Linked DNA regions of Mus musculus: region 2 is linked to region 1. A link is a contact called in public promoter capture Hi-C data. All regions are on one chromosome and are shown on one strand. Each heading gives the region's core, a stretch centred on a gene start, on an enhancer-like site or on the middle of the called end of the contact. The rest is flanking DNA. Distances are from core to core; before and after follow the strand shown.

Region 1 (4,717 bases), core at 1,137-3,636:
CCTAATTTGCATAAACCGAGGCCAGTGCGCATCCCAGGATCCCTCCCACTCAGCTGCAGCTGCCTCTGCAGGAGCAGACCATGCCCTGGTTTCTATGTCCCTATCTACACATGAGCGGTTCTTATGGGAGCCGTGGCCTCCAGCTGCCCTCTCTCTCTCTGCACTAAGGGGTTGTCGAGAGGCCTGGCAGAGACCACAGCCCTTTTGGCAGAGACAGCCCTCGGGAGCGCCTGTACTTCGTACTTACATGGTGTGCTGGAGTGGAGGCACACAGGACCGCACGCAACATTGCACCTGCTCTCGCTTACACAGCAATGACACTAAAATTGGACTAACATGATTAAACGGACGGCGCCTGGTCAACTACTTTGACTTTTTTTTTGTTTTTGAGACAGGGTTTTTCTGTGTAGCCCTGGCTGTCCTGGAACTCACTTTGTAGACCACGCTGGCCTCGAACTCAGAAATCCGCCTGCCTCTGCCTCCCGAGTGCTGGGATTAAAGGCGTGCGCCACCACACCCGGCTTATACTTTGACTTTTTGTTACCAGGACAAACCGTGGATAAAAGTTCTTTACTTGCCAAGGGAAATAACATCCCAAACAACTCATTACGAAGTGATTTGGTGCCAAGGAAAGACAAGGGGGCTCCACAGAGCAAAGAGCTGAGTGGTGGGAGCTACTCCTCTAGCACTCTGGGTCGCATACCCACCTGCCTCCATGCCCCTGTGCCCGCGCAACTTCTGAGGCCTTCTCACCTTAAGGGTCTTGAAGGCCTCTGTACCCAACGATTCTCCAAATCTTCCCCAAATCACTCAGCTACTTCACTTAGGTTGGTTTTAAACTAAACCCAGAAGAATTTTGAAGTATTAAAAGTGTGGCTGCCGACACTAAACTGACTCTTTGAAGGCCCCAGTGGCCCACCCTTTTATGGTAAAACTCATACTTTAAAACAAATACCAGGAAATACTGGGTGAGAGCCAGAACTCTTGCCAGCCAAGGTTTACCAAACGCAGTTTATTTAGGACAAAATACATTTTAAGACCTTAACTCTAAAGGAGAGCCCAGAGACTGAGAAGAGCCTCCTTCGTGGAACACCAGGGAACAGGAAAGCTCCCAGCAGGGAGGCAGAAATAGGAGGGGTAGCAGGGCCCACAGGGCTGTCTCACGGTAGCCATGTTCTTTCAGGTCAGCTGACATTGGGCCACCACATTCCCAAGTAAAAGGTTACAATTCCAGTCAACTGGTGACAACAGTAATGCTGTATCAGGCTGAGGCCTGGTATGGAGCCTAGCTGTTAGGCTTCTTGGCCATGGGCTCATCCTCCTTCTCCTGCTTCAGCCATCGATCCAGGAAGCTGCTGGTAGCACCTCTTTTAGCAGGCAATGGGCTCTTCTGGAGAAACTGGCTGGACCACTGGGGTAGACCTGATGCATCCTTTTTGGGTGAGTCAGGGACTTCCTTTTTGGGTGACTTTGTAGCCAGCCACTGCATCATCCTTTGACTGCTGCCATTTGCCTTGGGCTCCTAGGAGAGAGAAAATTCCCATAGCATGCAGGGTTGAATACCAGTGTGAAGGAAGAAGCATGTCCCACCCCAGCCCCAGTCGATGCTGGTATAGTGTTACGAAGGGTGCAAATAAAGACGGCTGTGAGTGCCCAGGGTAGGGAAGCACTTAAAGATCAGAGCACAGGAGTCAGTGTGGAGCTGGAGAGTCTTCCAAAAATGCAGAGAATGACGCGACTCAGTGGCTAGGGATGGGAGGCTGCCACCACAGTCAGGCTCAATGGTTCCCCTGCTTAGTATGTCTTGACTGTTACTACTCCTTCTGCTGCCTATGTGTCACACCTAGTCCTGAAATGAGAAGTTCTCTGTGAGGTGACATCAAAGAGTATAGACCATGATAGAAATAGATTACCATAGCTGGGCCATAGTGGCGCACTCCTTTAATCCCAGCACTTGGGTGTCAGAGGCAGGTGGATCTCTGAGTTCAAGGCTAGCCTACTCTACAGACTCAGCTTTAGGACAGCCAGAGATACAACAGAGAAGCCCTGTCTTTAAAAAAAACAAAACAAAACGAGTAGCTGTCCAGTCCAAGGTGAATTATGTAATTACATTTAAACCTTATATTTTCATTTATTATGTATGTACACAGTTTGTATATAGAGACCACAGGATAACTTGCAGGATGGATTAAGAGAATCAAATATAGAGCTCACGCTGTCAGACTGACGACAAGTGCCTTACCTGGTGAGCTCTCTTGCTGGCCCCATAATTAAAGTTTTAGAGGAAAAAAATTCAGTGTTGGGATTGCAAAATATTTCAGAGAAATTAGGCAAGAGCAAAGCAGTGAGGGTCACGTGACCACAGTGTGGAAAACAAGAACCTCCAGGGGAAATGTGGGAGGCCAGCTGGTCCTCACAGTCCTTGGATACTGCCCCGGCATTCTAAGAGTCCTGTACCATGGAGTCCCTCCATGCCACAGAGAGATGAGAGCTGTTTCTGTATGTCAGCAGGGCCAGCTCTCTGATGTGGACGTTCCCTTCCCACTGCAGGCATTTGCCCACTTAAGTTCCTTCAAGACAAATCACCTGGATCCTCGCTAACTGCTGAGAAGTTACAGAGCATTGCAAGAAGGCTCTCAGGTAATCTGGGAGAGAAGAGGACTGGAGATCCTCCAACTTGTAGTTGTTAAAATAGTACATCAAAAAATCATGTTTGGGTGGCAGAGACAGCCTGCTCAGTCAGGAAAGCACTGTCTTTGCAAGTGTGAGGACCAGGGTTCAAGCCCTAGCATCTGCATAAATATGCTGGGCATGGTGGCACACACGTGTAAGGCCAGAGCTGAGGAGTCACAGAAGGATCCTTCAGGCTCTCTGGCTAGTTTAGCCTAATTGGTGAGCTCTAGGCTAGTGGATTCAGTGTTTCTGAAGATGGTATCTGAAGTTGTCCTCTGACCTCTAACGTGCACATGAGTGTGCATATACACCTACACTTCCTACACTTGCACATATAGAGATATGAACACACAAAAGAAGAAAAAGAATCATAGCTGGAAACAGATTTAAAACTTTCTCACATTTACTCTATATATTGGATCCTAGACTCATCAGGGAGATTCTTAAGGACATAGAAAGCCAATTTCGTTTGGATACTTATTTTACATATCTGAACAGGTTCCAGCATTTAACTGTCTGAAACTCTTTTTTATTCTCTTAACCCAGGGCCTCTTTTTTTTTTTTTTTTGGTTTTTCGAGACAGGGTTTCTCTGTATAGCCCTGGCTGTCCTGGAACGCACTTTGTAGACCAGGCTGGCCTCGAACTCAAATCCGCCTGCTTCTGCCTCCCTGGTGCCGGGATAAAAGGTGTGCACCACCACGCCCGGCAACCCAGGGCTCTTAACATGATAGACATGTAAGCACCCATTACTGAGTGGCACTGCGGCCCCGGCAATTACTTTGAAAGCGTTTCTGTTAGGGTTAAGTCAGGGTAGAATCTGACTATCACTGTTATGCTCACCTTCCAAAGAGTATGAGAGCTCTTGGGAGCTTAAAGTGAATGAAAATGCTGGCCAGACAAGGTGGTGCACGCCTTTAATCCCAGCACTTAGGTGTGTGTCAGAGGCAGGCAGATCTCTGAGGCCACCTGGCATGTTCTAGTCCAGCCAAAGCAACACAGTGAGACCTTGTCTCAAACAAAACAAAAATCTGACTGCAGGTGTTGGAGAGTTGGCTCAGCAGTGATGCGCTTGCTGTTCTTGCAGAAGACCAGGGTTTATTTACAGGCACTCATATTGGGCAGCTCACAACTGCCTGCCTGCAACTCCAGCTCCAGGTCAGATGACCTTTTCTGGACTTTGCAGCCATTGCACTCATGTGCACAAACCCACACAAAAACACATAAATAAAATACAGTAAATCTTTAAAAAAAATCTTAGGAAAAAAAAAAGGCAGGCATGGTGGCTTGTGCCTTTAATGCCAGCAATAAGGAGGCTATGACAGATGGATCACTGTGAGTCTGAGGCCAGCCTGGTTTACACAGCAAAATTCCAGGGCAGCCAGGGAGACATAATGAGACCCTGTCTAAAATTCAAATGACATGAAATAAACATTAAGGTTCTGATTAGGCAAGGGCATATTCTGAACAACGGTAGTCTTAGAATAGACAAGTCACAGTCCCTACCTTCTTAACCAGCAAGTCAGCAGGCGCCAGACACTCCGGAGTGTTGTTTCGGGAATTGTTCACCACTGGAGAAACTGGATGGAAGGTGATATTGTCTATGGGGTGGATTAGCTTCAGAGCTTCCTGAGTGGCGACCTCACCAAAGTCGAGCCATTTGGAGACTGCTTCTTCTCCATCTAGTATGGCAGGCATCCTGGCCAGGGGTCAGATGGAAGAATAGATGAGGGTAGAGAAAGGAAAGAAACTGAGTCAGTTGATAATTCAGGCATCATAGGGGCTCTCGGTCCTCACTTTCACATGCGGATGTGGCCCCAAGTTACTGATACAACCTGATAGTGCACTGGAGTCAACATTCATTAACTTCTGAAATTTCATGGCACAGGCAGTAAAGGGCACTAAGACTAAATCTAATGTATGCTAGTGTACTCCCTAGAAAGTCGGTGAACAACTACCTGCAGACATCAACTGTGAAGACCTCCGGTAAGAAAGGGCTGCCAGGCACTGCATGAGCCTGTAGTCACGGCCACACAGGATGCTGAG
Region 2 (4,717 bases), core at 1,109-3,608, 130 kb before region 1:
AGGGAGGGAGGGAGGGAGGGAGGGAGGGAGGGAGGGAGGGAGGGAGGAAAGAAGGAAGGGAGGAAAGAAGGAAGGAAGGAAGGAAGGAAGGAAGGAAGGAAGGAAGGAAGGAAGGAAGGAAGGAAGGAAGGAAAGAAGGTGGGCTGAGAGATGGTTCAGCAGTTAAGAGCACTGACTGTTCTTCTGAAGGTCCTGAGTTCAAATCCCAGTAACCACATGGTGGCTCACAACCATTCATAATGAGATCTGACACCCTCTTCTGGTGTGTCTAAAGACAGCCACAGTGTACTTACATATAATAATAAATAAATGTTAAAAAAAATAAGGAGGAGGAAAAGGAAGGTGAGGAGGAGGAAGAAGAGAAGGAGGAAAGAAAATAAGAAAGAGAGAAAGAAACAAACAAAGAGAAAAAAAGGGACAGAGCACATTAGACAGGTGTAAGGATTTGTATTCCCAACATGTGGAGATGGAGGCAGGAGGCCCAAATATTCAAGATCTTCTTCAGCTACATATAGTAAGTTTGAGCCCACAGTAAGACTGGGTTGCATGAAGTTCTGTCTTAAAACATGCAGAAAATTAAAGCACCACCAAAATACCATGTAAAATAGAATACAACTTCCAAAGCATGAATTCTTGCCAAGTACACACAAGGCTCTGGGTTCGTGTCTAGCACTCACGCTATAGTTCCTCAGCCAGAACCACATTTCTTCTTCCTCACTAACTGAGGTCACCATGGAGCTGCCTGGGACCCATGTCCCTTTTATGCTCAGTCTTCCTTATCCTGTGGTTTTCATCTTCAAAGTGTCCCCTTAAGACCAAAGATGGCTATGACACTTCCCCATCACTGCCCAGTTTCAGATAGGATGAAGGGGGACATGAAGCCACCAACTGTACTTTCCAGTTTAGTCAGGCTTCCTTTGTGAACATGTCAGGGAAGCACACCCTGCAGCTTGTGCTCCACCTCCTTGCCCACATTGTCACCTGGTCACTTGCTTCCAGCAGGGAACACCGACAGATGTAGTTGGTTTTTTTTATTATTATTATTGTTATTGTTATTATTATTATTATTATTATTATTATTATTATTATTATTATTTTACATGTGTATGTGTGTGTTACTGGTGTGTATGCCTGTGCACAGCATCAGTGCTGCTGCCCACAGAGGAATGAAGAGGCCATCAGAACTGGAGTTACAGATAGTAGTGAGCTGCCTTGTGTGTGCTGGGAGTTGTGGTCCAGTCCTCTGGAAGAGCAGGCAGTGCTGTTAACCAATCAGCATCTCTGCAGCCCCCAGATGCAGTTCTTTTGTTAAGACTTTGTAGCCTTTATTACCAGTGTGTGCCACCTTCCTCAGCTTTAACGACCTTTTTAACTTTAGGACTCCTCAAGGCTGAAAATGCTGGTGTGGTGGCACAGCTCTGGAGCTTCAACATTCTGAAAGCTGAGGCAGAGGGTTTCCTAGGCTACATAGTGAACTCTGGTCTGCTTTGGATTATGTAGAGTGAACCCCTGTGTCAAAACAAATCAATAAGTGGGTGAATGAGTAAAGAAATATAATTGCAGCGTTTGTTGGGAATCTCCTGGGGAACGGTAAAGCTACAGCCATGCTACACACATTTCAGAGACAGATTGAGCCTGAGAACTACCCTCCCCTTACATTTCTTTTTTTAATTTTTAAGATATATTTTATCTGGAGCTACAGAGAGAGAGAGAGAGAAAGAGAGAGAGAGAGAGAGAGAGAGAGAGAGAGAGAGAGAGAGAGAGAGAGAGAGAGAGAGCACTCAGTGGTTAAGAGGACTTGCTGCTCTTGCAGAAGACCCAGGTTTGGTTGTCAGCATCCACATGGTGGCTCACAACTGTCTGTAACTCCAGTCCCTGGGGATCCAATGGCCTCTTCTAACCTCCACTGGCACCATGCACACGTGGTACACAGACATATGTGCAGACAAAAACACCTATACATATAAAAAGAAATAGATAAAAAATGTAAATGTCAAATAAATTCTGGTTGCCCTTATATTCCATTCTAGTCAATGGAGAGAGAAGAGAGAGAAAAAGGGTGTATACAACGTCCTTTCTTAGTACTGGAGTCAAATCCAGAGGTATGATCATGTCAAATAAGTGCTCAGCCATCTATCCACACCCAACACATTTTTCCCCTCTAATTTACTTGTAAAAACAGTACAGAACACCAGCCATCTTCAAATGGTGGGGGAGATGGAGTCATGGCAGTCTGTCTTAGTCCACTGGTAATAGAGGCTTTAACTGTGTAGCCATCACAGGGGCCTGGGCACCTTCAGGAGTCTGAGCTGGAGTTAGAGCAAGAACAGGAACTGAAGCCTGGCCTTAGGCCAGAGCTCCCGCTTCCGTTTTGGTTTGGGCTTTGTTCTTTGGTTGGCAAAGCCACAAATCAGCTTCCTGAGCTTGGTGAGAGTCTGGAAAGCATGTCGGTAGAGCTTGCAGTTGAGACTCTTTGGAATCCCGGGCTTAGCCTCCTTAAGGCTTCACAGAGGCCTCAAAGCCTTAGCTGTGCAGTCACTGGCCTCTGGGAGTTTGAGGTGGCTTCCACAGGCTTCTGGGCTTCTTGGCAAAGTGCATTTCCTCAGAAACGTGAAGTCAATGTCCTTCAGAGATTCCTGTTGTTCTCACCTGGGTTTCTTGATGCCGCTTCTGTGCTACTGGGCGGGGGGTGGGGGTGGGGGTGGGGTGCTCATAGGGCTTGACCTCATGAAAGAACCTGAGGTCAAGAAAGTATTTGAGAGATAGACAATAGTGATAAATTAATGTTCTGTTGTTGTTGTTGTTGTTACTTATTCATTTTACATCTTGCTCACTGCCCCACTCCTGATCAAATCTATGTTCTTAAAAAATACATCTCTCCAGCCGGACGTGGTGGCACACACCTTTAATCCCAGCACGAGGAAGGCAGAGGCAGGCAGATTTCTGAGTTCGAGGCCAGTCTGGTCTACAAAGTGAGTTTCAGGACAACCAGGGCTACACAGAGAAACCCTGTCTCAAAAAACAAAGAACAAAAAACAAAATAAAAAATAAAGATTGTGACTACAGTTGCTTGATTAGCCAGAACCACATACAAACTGTGGTTATGAGGGCCAGGGGAATGGCTCTGTTGGCGAAGCATCTGCCATGAAAGCACACAAACCTGTTCGAGTGTGCTTTTCCTGTAAACACTATGACCAAAAGCACCTTACAGAAAGGGTTAGTTTCACTTTACATTTCTACATCACAATCCATCACTGAGGGAAGTCAGGGCAGGAACTCAAGGAGGGAACCTGGAGCAGAAGCCACAGAGGAAGGTGGCTTATGGCTTGTTCTCTGCCTCCTACTCAGTTAGTTTTCTCATACAGCTCAGGCTGCCTGCCTAGGGGTGGTGCTTCCCACAGGAGGCTGGGCCTCCCCCATCAATCATCAGTTATGACGATCTCTCAAAGACACCATCACAGGGCAATGCTTCTCTTGAAGTTCCCTTTCCACAGGTGATTACAGGTTGTGACTTTTGGTATCAAGTTGACACTAAAAGCTAACTGGACAGGACCTGAGTTTGAAATCCTAGCATGCATGTAAAAGCAAGATATGGCAGGTAACCTCTATAACTTTAACTCCTAGAGGAAATAGGAGGGTCAAATGTAACAGGCCCCAGCCAGACCTTAGCACAACTGACTCCATGATGGAAATACCATTAGGGTCATAAAATTCAGCACGTAGACAGTACCACTTGCCAAAATGAAAATAAATACCTAATCCATCAAAGTCCATAGTTCTGGGAAAGTCCCTAAATGTGCTAACCTTGCTTTTGGCTTCTGTAGTTTTGCTTCTGTCTAACTGTTCTTGTTAACTGAAGTTCTTGTATATATATAGTGATTAAAGGCTCATGACTACATTGGAGATCCTGAACACTTGTCACCAGCTGACTAATAAAGACTTTCTATTGACTTAAACCCATGTTTGAGTAGTATTCTTTGGTGGCGACCTCACAACACAGAGACAGGCAGATTCCCAGAGCTTGAAAACCTGAGTCCAATCCCCATAGTCCCCACGGTGGAAAGAAAGAATGGATTCCATAAGCTACCTTTGACCTCCATACATGTGCCATGGTATGTGCCTGCCTTCTCTCACACAAATGAGATGTTAGAGAAGATGCCCAGTGTTGAATTCTGTCCTCTATCACACATGTATGTTCACCAGCAAAAATTGTGCACACACATCCACCACACACACACACACACACACACACACACATTGACAGCTTTAGTGTTAATGTGTGTTTACCTTGTGTGAGACCTAATGTTTGATACACATGTATGTTAACCAGCAAAAATTGTGCACACACATCCACCACACACACACACACACACACACACACATACACACACACACACACACATTGACAGCTTTAGTGTTAATGTGTGTTTACCTTGTGTGAGACCCAATGTTTGATACACAACACCACCAAGATTAATTGAAGGTGCATTATAATGTAAATGACCAAGATTTTATCTTCTTCCTTTGCACATTTTCTCATCTTTCTGTAAAATGAACAATTTATTCAGAATAGAGGTCTGATTTACAATTCTGGAGGCTGGGAAGTCCAGGAGCTTGGTGCATATATGGTAAACACCTTCATGCTATGTGATCCGTAGCAGAAGGCAAAAGGACAAGAAAGGTCCCAACCTACTTTGGTAGCCAGAAAATTCACTCT

The links. Capture Hi-C pulls out chosen DNA fragments and counts their contacts.
Region 2: a promoter capture Hi-C map of liver shows a contact between it and region 1. The contact joins two enhancer-like sites. A contact is called at or near these places in 2 of 115 datasets of contacts at active chromatin or transcription factors (bone marrow-derived macrophages and embryonic stem cells) and 3 of 9 other capture datasets (adipose tissue, liver and pancreatic islet).

Annotation. Positions count from the first base shown.
Region 1 is chr6:87,932,895-87,937,611 of GRCm38.p6, reverse strand. It overlaps Hmces (5-hydroxymethylcytosine (hmC) binding, ES cell specific), which reads right to left. Exons shown (of 7, transcript NM_173737.2): 6 at 4,178-4,370; 7 at 998-1,522. The coding sequence ends at 1,286. Among named protein-coding and RNA genes, the nearest start is that of Hmces, 21 kb to the right of the region's middle. Within about 2 kb of position 2,386, at least 11 of the 459 cell types and tissues checked have an H3K27ac peak or open chromatin away from gene starts, as enhancers often do. A contact at or near this core is called in adipose tissue, bone marrow-derived macrophages and liver, where this site is marked.
Region 2 is chr6:88,062,947-88,067,663 of GRCm38.p6, reverse strand. No RefSeq gene overlaps it. Among named protein-coding and RNA genes, the nearest start is that of Gm38855, 11 kb to the right of the region's middle. Within about 2 kb of position 2,358, at least 75 of the 459 cell types and tissues checked have an H3K27ac peak or open chromatin away from gene starts, as enhancers often do. A contact at or near this core is called in adipose tissue, bone marrow-derived macrophages and liver, where this site is marked.